Linked DNA regions of Hordeum vulgare: all the other regions are linked to region 2. Evidence: chromatin contacts called from public Hi-C data. All regions are on one chromosome and are shown on one strand. Each heading gives the region's core, a stretch centred on a gene start, on an enhancer-like site or on the middle of the called end of the contact. The rest is flanking DNA. Distances are from core to core; before and after follow the strand shown. Region 1 holds the start of LOC123444395 (probable LIM domain-containing serine/threonine-protein kinase DDB_G0286997). Region 2 has its middle 220 kb from the start of LOC123440245. Region 3 holds the start of LOC123440244.

The links. A called contact is a pair of places that touch in the nucleus more often than the background predicts.
Region 1: a contact with region 2 is called in a Hi-C map of leaf, with 5 times the contacts expected there. The contact joins the promoter of LOC123444395 here to the enhancer-like site in region 2. A contact is called at or near these places in 1 of 6 Hi-C or Micro-C datasets (leaf) and 1 of 1 datasets of contacts at active chromatin or transcription factors (embryo).
Region 3: a contact with region 2 is called in a Hi-C map of seedling, with 2.3 times the contacts expected there. The contact joins the promoter of LOC123440244 here to the enhancer-like site in region 2. A contact is called at or near these places in 2 of 6 Hi-C or Micro-C datasets (leaf and seedling) and 1 of 1 datasets of contacts at active chromatin or transcription factors (embryo).

The regions. Positions count from the first base shown.
Region 1 is chr3H:483,724,708-483,727,565 of MorexV3_pseudomolecules_assembly, forward strand. It overlaps LOC123444395 (probable LIM domain-containing serine/threonine-protein kinase DDB_G0286997), which reads right to left and starts at 1,399. Exons shown (of 4, transcript XM_045121094.1): 1 at 1,262-1,399; 2 at 1-592. The coding sequence starts at 397.
Region 2 is chr3H:484,019,574-484,022,438 of MorexV3_pseudomolecules_assembly, forward strand. No RefSeq gene overlaps it. Among protein-coding and RNA genes, the nearest start is that of LOC123440245, 220 kb to the right of the region's middle. Within about 2 kb of position 1,563, at least 2 of the 3 cell types and tissues checked have open chromatin away from gene starts, as enhancers often do. A contact at or near this core is called in leaf and seedling, where this site is marked.
Region 3 is chr3H:483,702,820-483,705,619 of MorexV3_pseudomolecules_assembly, forward strand. LOC123440244 reads left to right here and starts at 1,311. Exons shown (of 3, transcript XM_045116824.1): 1 at 1,311-1,648; 2 at 1,780-1,996; 3 at 2,632-2,800. The coding sequence starts at 1,478.

The DNA.
Region 1 (2,858 bases), core at 149-2,648, 300 kb before region 2:
CGCAGCAGACGTCGACGAAGAGGTTGGTGCCGCCCCTCATTCCGTTCGAGGAGTTGTTGGCCAGTGGTGGCCGCGACGGGTGACCATCATCGGTGGGCTTCTCGTGATGCGTCTGCATGCTGCTGAGCTCCGTCTTGGGTTGGGCACTCAGCGACCTTGTCCTCGGAATGGAGGGAGGAGTCGCCGTCGCGTTGGCGGCGGCGGAGGCTCTGGCCCGGGGCTCGAAGTTCATGCCGTGGAGCTTGAAGCCCGAGTCGGAGCCCTTGTTCTGCTTGAGCGCGGCGCCGCGGTTGAACTGCTCGACGAAGGCGCCGAACTGCTCCCTGCCGGAGTTGGAGCGGACGACCGAGTGGGAGAACCTCGTCCGCCGCACCCACGAGTAATCCTCGTCGTCCATGTCGACCAGATTCCCCTATGCGATGGATTCGATGCGACGGGAGAGGCGAGTTAAAGATGATGACTTTGGTCTTATAGGAACCTCGACGAGAAAAACCCGGATCCTAAAACGTCCCACAGCTCGTTGAAGAGACGCCACATTTGCTCCCCCGGTTCTCCTTATGGCATCCCTGGATTGCTCCGAATTCACGCGCCCCTGAATCGATTCAAAAGCAAACACTCGTGAGATCGATACACGCGGCCTTTTGAAAGCCACGATTGGTCAAAGCAACCGCGGTTTCCGAACGCAAGAAGAAGAAGAAGAAAAATGAGAGGAGAAGAAGGAGGGATCAAATTGGAACGAGGAACCGTGCAGGCAGGAAAAACAGAGGCGTGCGAGAACAATCACATCACATGCGGGAAAAGGGGTGGGGGAGGCAGGAAGAAGCAATCGGGAAACCTCGGAATTCGGCGCCGGTTCGTCCGTCCCCTGACGCCACGCAGCGCGACGCAACCGGTATCCAAATCCAAAAGGAGCTGCCCTTGCCCCTCCCAATCGGAAACCAAGAGGAAGAGTCACGGCCGCTTACCCGGCGGGAAGGAAGAACACCCGAATCTATCTATCTGCCCCGCCCGCCTGCGCCGGGGAGTAGGCGGCCGGCCGGCCCAAGAACGTGGATGCAGGGAGGGAAGACGTGCGATGGATGAAAGCTGTGCGTGGTGGTTAATTAAGGCGGGGAGGGGGGGAGGAGGGAATCGGGGCCGGGAAAAGGCGCCACCGAACGAATCCTCCCGGCCGGTGCTGGACGTGGGTGGAGCGTCGGAATTTGCCGGGAGGGGGAAGAGAATGTTGCGACGGGGGCACGGGGACGTTGCGATCGCTCACCGAACGAATCCGGCAGCTGTGCGGGGGCCTCCCCTCCTCCTCCTCCTTTCTCCTCTTTTCCTGCCGGGCGGCGCGTGAAGGAACGAACCTGAGGAAAGAAAGGCGGAAGAATCCTCTCTGCTCTGCCCTTCATGCGCTGTAAAATAAATAGGGCAGGGCGCTACGTGCCGGGCGGCTCTGGGGCGGTGTGGGACTGGCTCCCCGAAATACAATTCTTTTCTTTCTTTCCTTCTTTCTTTTTTCCTTCTTTCTTTGTTTACGGGTCAATCATGAGAGACGACTTTGGGATCTGTCTAATACGTAGTAGTATAATATTTAATCCAAAGCTGTTTGTTTCTGGTGAGATTTGACGCGCGAGGTTATTGTATTCCGGAGATTGAGATTCTTTCCTTCGCGGGACTCCCGCGTCCACGTGGATCCCGTGTAGGGAGGGTTCTACGGAATAGTACTATTCGTCTACGACCCGGCCAGTTCGTGGGGTGTTTCGTCTCGAGTATGTTTTGTTATTATATGCTGTATATAAATGTCGGTGGATTGTTGCGTTTTTACGTGTCGACCATAAACTTTCTTGGCTTACAAACTCTTCCTGCGCCACTACGGCCAAGGATCGGGTGCGAGTGCAACTCGCGGAAAACCACAGGTCTACCGCGAAAAAGAAAGAACCATGCAAGCGTATCTCTATCTAATGCCACGCTAGATTTGATCGTGACCTTGGCTTCGCTGCTGCACTTTATTGCCCGTGCTTATGTTATCTTCCTCTGTTGTCAAGCGCAACAAAGATGCTATAGTGCCGGGCCTAACGCCAACTTCACCGCGCGACCTTAAATTGACGTCCGTTTTGTTCGGATTCTATCCGTTTGGGTGGAAAGATGAGGTCGTGTCCGGCCCTGTCCTAGGATGTGCTTGCCGCGCGCCCAGCGCGAGGCCGCGTCCGTTTGCCCTATCTTGTCCGCCTTCAAAAGAACAACGCTTCAAATACCAGCGGCCTAGTTCATCACGCCGGCAACACAGTCAGCGGCCTACACGTCCTTGCCGGCAACAAAGCCAGCGGCCGGCAACACAGCCAGCCTTCAAAATGAATTGTTTTGTTCGCCGGCAACACAGCCAGCGGGCGGCAACACATCCAGCCTCCAAAATGAATCTGTTTCTCGCCGGCACACAGCGAGCGGCCCAGCGGGCGGCACCCATGCAAGCCTCCAAAAAAGAACGGCCACGTCCGATCGGACGACCTAGTTTAAGCCGTCGGCGTCGAACATCTCCTTCTGCCTGGCCTCGAACCAGCTCTCCGTATTCTCGCTCATCTTCGTCAAGTCCACGCTCATGATCGCAAGGGCCACCTCCTTCGCTTTGGTTGCGGCATTGGTGGCCTCGATGTCGAGCCGCCTCTTCCTGGCCTCGACATTGGCGGCCTCGATGTCGAGCTGCCTTTGCTGGGCCACCTCCTCCAGGTCGTTCTTCCTCTTCTCGGCCGCCTCCTCCATCTCTAGCTTCTTCCTTTGAAGCTCCAGGTATTGCTTCATTTGCTTGTCCTTGCTTTGCCGCTTCTTCTCGTCCCTCATGTCCTTTTGAGACATCATGCCATGCAAAGTCTCATGCA
Region 2 (2,865 bases), core at 313-2,812:
AACGCGGTTAAATTTGCTACAAGCCTTTTCTATTTTATTGCAACTTGTTCATTAAAAAAGTTGCATCCACGTTTGGTTGCAACTCGAGTTCGTTAATTTTTTTTGGCTACAACCGGCGTTTGATTTTTGCTACAACCGTGTTATTTTTTGCTATAACCGACATCATTTTTTGCTGCAACCGTTTGTTAAAAAGTTGCATACACGTTCGTCAGAGTTACAACGCGAGTTCATCGGATTGTTTTGCTACAACCCTTTTTTTTGTTTTGCTACCACGCATCATCAGCTTTGTTTTTTTTCTACGATCACGTAGATATTTTTTTGCTACAATTTTTTTATTACAACCATTGACAAAATTGCTGAATCGTGAATGATATTTGTTGCATGGAGAAAAAATTGATGCATGAAGATCTGACGGCACAGCTCGTATACAGTTGACGGATCAGACGGCCCGGACGTGGCCGGCCGAACGATCGCGTCGGCGCATAGCATTACCCAAAAGTTTAACAGAGGAAGTACTCACGTGTGATGATAAACGACAGGCATAGGTCGCTTAGCGAATTCGCCTGTGGTGACAACAGGTCAAAAGTCCAAGTCAAGAAAATCCAAAACAGCCGAACTTTGTTAATTGATGTCGGCATATGGCTTTACCAGTTACCACCGTGGTGTTTCTGACAATCTAAATTAATCAACGAATGGTCAGCCGTTGACACGGTCGAGAGATCGCTCTCGGCCCTCGGCCATGCACGTGGGCAAGATATTGAACAGTAGATAGCGTCACCTAAAAGACGTCAGGTCGTCAGCTGTGGTTCAGCAGAAGTTCTCTCGTGCACGAAATCGAAGCCTAATTCTAGTTCTCGAGTCTCGATTATGGGAATTAGTAGATTATCAACTACTCCCTCTATACCAAAATGTAAAACATCTTTTGATACTCTGGGAATTAACAGACTATCAACTACTCCCTCTATACGAAAATGTAGAACGAGTTGGTGTCTTGGTGCCGGTGCATGAACGCATGACACTCCGCGTGCGCCCCCTTCATCCCCCTCCACAGTCTCCTCTCACGCGGATAGCTAGCTAGCTCCTCCCTCCCTCGCGCCGCGGGCCACTCCGGCCGCGGCGGCCACCCACCGGCTTTAATGGCCCGCCGGTCACCGGCTAGATCCACCAGTCCCGCGCCGGGTCTTCGCTTCAACTGCACGCGCGGCCTTTAGCCTGTCGGTCCGTCACGGGAGCCCTCGCCGCGACCATCTCTAGATCCGGCACCCTCGCCGCGAAACCTGCTTAGGGGGATGCTCCGGCTCGGGGGCGTCGAGACCGATGCTGTTGTCCACCAGTTCGTCCGAGACTCCAGGGCTGACACCAGATAGCCCCGCGGTCCCGGCGCAGACCCCGCGCTCCCCGAGGCGCGCGTCAACGTCGGACGCTCCGTCCATCAGGCCAGTGGATCCCGCGTTGCCTCTGCCGCCTCGTCTGAGATCAATCGTCGTCGCCCCATCCCCATCCCCGGAGTCCCGGCTTGCCCTTTCGGGCTAGACAGAGGCTGGACCGAGGGAGTCACCAGAAACAACGCTGCGCTACTGCTGCCCCCCCCCCCCCCCCCCCCCCCCCGGTCTCTCACCTGCACCCGGGAGCGCACCGGCCTGCCCGCGACGGAGGTTTAAATGCAGACAGGCGGCGCGCGCTCTTCTTAACCCATTTCCGTGGCCGCTGTTTTCGCTGCTTGAGCACACGCCGCTGTCTAGCCGACTATAGAGATCCGGTGCACTCCATCATCTGCCGGCGGGCTGGGCACATAGGCAGGCTCTGCCCGCAGAATTCTCGAGTTAGCGATAGGATTGGCTCGGCTAGAAGCAGGTTGGGGCCGGCACCACCAGAGCAGCCGCTACACGCCCATATCCGCTTCCCTCCACCACCTGCCCTCGCCACGGCCTCGATGGCACATGCCATGCTCCAGCACGTCGATCCCGTGCGTCGCCCCACGGAGAGCTGCTCGGTGACCATCCCCTCCTCGGCGGTGGACCAGGCGGTATTTTTTCTTCGAAGCCACGCCGTCACTCTCTCTGCCACCGACGGGGTCAATGCCTCGTCACCCGTGGTGGTGGGGAGAGCCTTAGAGGCGCAGCTCTCCGTCCCGGTGCACTCGCTCCGAGTCACGACGCACCACCCGGAGCACTTCTTCGTCATCTTCACCCAGCCGACGCATCAAGTCAATGCCGTGCGGCGTGGGTCCATGAGGGTCGACGGCGCCGTCTTCAACATTGCTTCCTAGCATGAGCATGACCATGCTTCTTTCGACGCCCTCCTGCTCCACGTCCGCGTCGTCATCGAGAAGGTCCCGATGCAGTTTTGGTCGGTCGACGGGGCGGATGAGATCCTCGGGAAGAGGGTGAGGGTGGACCGCCTCGACAGCAGGACTCTCGAGCGCGGCCACACCAAGACCTTTGCCTGCTGGGTGTGGACGAAAGATTTCGCGAACATCCCCACCAAGCACACGCTCGGGGTGCTGCCGCGAGGCGCGGGGCGCATCGAGGAGATGGAAGGCTTCTCCCCGCCCGACAGGAGGGTCGCACCGCCACCGGCCACCGCTGACTACGAGATGCTTATCCACGTGGACCGAGTGGAGGACTAGACGCCGCCATCACCCCGCTCCTCCCACTCCGGCCAGAGCGGGATCCCGTCATCAGACTCGGACGACGACGGCAAGCCGTTCCCGGCGGTGGCCTCTGCCTCCTGGATGATGGGGGTGGAGGATGGCCAGAGGCCCGAGCGGCAACCGCGCCTGCAGCGTGTCCCTGTCGCGGACTTGGGTTGTCGTGGCATGCCGTGGGGAGGCCAAGGGAGGGACCAGGACGACGACGACGGCTC
Region 3 (2,800 bases), core at 61-2,560, 320 kb before region 2:
CACAACACAAACACATCCAGAAAACCAGAAAATAAGTCATAAAAAAGCCACCAAGTGATCAAGTCATCCATGGGAGGCCGGATAGGCAAGGCGACATGCCATAGCCTGAAGAGCATCCAACATCCGGTCAAGGCGCGACTGATCCCTCGACCTAGCCAACATGTGTTAGTATTGCAGGAACACAAGAAATTTAAAGAAAGCGCCAGAAGCACGACGTAAGAAGATCTTCTCAATCACCATCCTATTTTGCGTGGTCCAACGAGTCAATGTCAGAGCAGCAAAAATCAGTCAGAAGAGACGTTTATGACTGCCAATCTGCATCGCTTTGACCTGCAAGAAGTCAACCAAATCATATGCCATGCACTGAGGCTCAAGGGCCTCACGAATAAACGTCCAAAGCAATCTAGCCGGAGTGCAGGAGAAGAGGATGTGTGACCCTTTTTCCATGACATTACACAAAGGGCATAACCCATTACCCAGGCCATGCCTCTTGAACACCTCCATCCATTAACCACGAACCTATCACATGTTCATTCTTTCAGATATTGTCAATGCACACAAAATTCTGAATCACTCTTGGACTACCTTCCAACCTCTGCGTTGACGCTGGAGCAGACGCCGTCGAAACGACGGAGCTCGAGGACACAGGTCCACCATAAGGATGTCGTCGTCGCCACGATATCCCCGCTTGAACAGACCGATTCGTAAATCCGTCGGCGATCACACAGACGATCGCCTCGTCGAAGAAGAATTCGGAGCTTCTTTATTCAGCATCGTCATTGTCATTGCCGCCAAAGCCATGACATCGTACGACCCAAAAAAGTAAGCTATTAGGGTCCTAAAACCTAAAGCAAAAAAGATCCGGCGACTTTCCTCACGACCGATGACCAAAACGTCGCCGACGGAGGAGAGCCACCGGTAAATGGCGTCGGAAAGTTGATTCTCTTGACGGCGGCGTTTGCCATTTTCTTTTCTTGAAATGCATGGTGACCGCGGTATCTATACCTTCTCATTGTATCATGAGCAAACCATGAAAACCATTGGCAAGCGTGGTATCCCGAAAATACTTGCCATTGCCAAGCATTACGGACGAAACGGCTCGACGTCGCGCGCAAAGAATCCGGGCTGGTCCCTGACGTGGATCCGTGCTGTTCCCGTGCGCCAACCAACAACCAGGCCCCACTAATCCAGCCTCCAATCGTCTCATCTTCATCAGGGGCCCCACCCCAACAGTACCACCACCCAGCTTCACCGCTGCCCATTCTCCACGTCCGCCCGACACTCCCGGCGACCCATATTTATAGCCGCCCCGGGCTGGAAGGAGTCGGATCACAGCTCCGTCGAGCCAGCAGCTGAGCCCTGAGCAGCACACAGAGAAAGGATCACATCACACCCCCAGCTCGCGGCGATCAAGCAGCCAGAGCCAAGAGATCACAAGTCCAAAACACACACACGGACACACACTCACAAAGTCACAATGGTTGTGGAAGAGGCGATGGATGGCGACATGAGCCTGTCGAACATGGTGCTGAGCTTCCTGGAGGAGGGAGAGACGGAGAGATGGCCGGAGAACGACGACGAGGAGGAGGACGAGGAGGGATCCGCCGAGAGCAAGGCATTCTGGCGCGCCCAGCACTCCCAGCTTCACGTGAGTTCTTCTCCTCCGTTGGGTATCCACTTCTTCTGCCCGAGTGTCCCTGTTCGTCGCCGACCAGCCAAGAGCCCAAGAGTTCGATCGCAAGCGGGTGCTGATGGGAGGGACGCCATGTTTGCTTGCAGGAGGCTTTGGGCAAGACCAGCGCGGCCGAGGGCAGGATCCGGGCGGTCACGGAGGAGGCCGTGGGGAAGAGGGCCGTCTGCTCCTGCGCGAGGCGGGCGGCGGCCGGCGACTGCCGGAGCTGCATGCTGCGGCACGCCGTCGAGCGGCTCCGCGACGCCGGGTACAACGGCGCCATCTGCAGGTCCAAGTGGGCGCGGTCCCTGGATATCCCCTCAGGTAATTGGTTGCTTTCGAGCCACAGTAGTTGGCTCCTCCTGGAGTACAGTACTAATCTTCAGTTCAGACGGCGTAATAATAATTAGTTTAATGAAAGAGCTGTCAGTTCCAGCAGAAAAGCGCATGCACGGTTGGCCTGAACCGTGTGGTGTGGCCTTAGGTCGTCTGACCCGCCGTGCCGATCGGAGGGATCCGTGTTTTGATCCTTCTGACGAAGCATTCTTCGTTTTGTTCTGCCGTTTATATAGGGTTTAATTTAATCACAGAACCATATTCGCTTACTAACCATAGTAGAATTTTTTTCCGTTAAAAACTGGGTAGGAAAGATGAGCTTTAGTAACTTGTCAATTCTATAATGTCACCCGCCTCACATCACATGGACCTGGTCTGGTCATCCATCCTACGCCTAAAGAAACAGACGGTTCCAAGTAAATGTCAGGCAGGCACCGGTCACCGTCTCCATTATTTCCTGACCGCCCGTGACACGAACCCGTCGTGCAGATGTTAGTGTTCGTATTACACCACGTTTAATGGCTGCCGAGACCTGCACCTGCACGACAGAACGACTCATCATGCCAAACCGAACCGCCCGCGAAGTTCGGCGTCGACCGAAGCTGACGTTTTTCTTCCTTCAGGCGAGCACAGCTACGTGGACGTGGTGCTGCAGACGAGGAGCGGCAAGGCGGTGAGGGTGGTGGTGGAGCCGAGCTTCCGGGCCGAGTTCGAGGTGGCGCGCGCCGGCGCCGGGTACCGCGCGCTGGTGGCGGCGCTGCCGGAGGCGTACGTCGGCCGCGCCGACCGGCT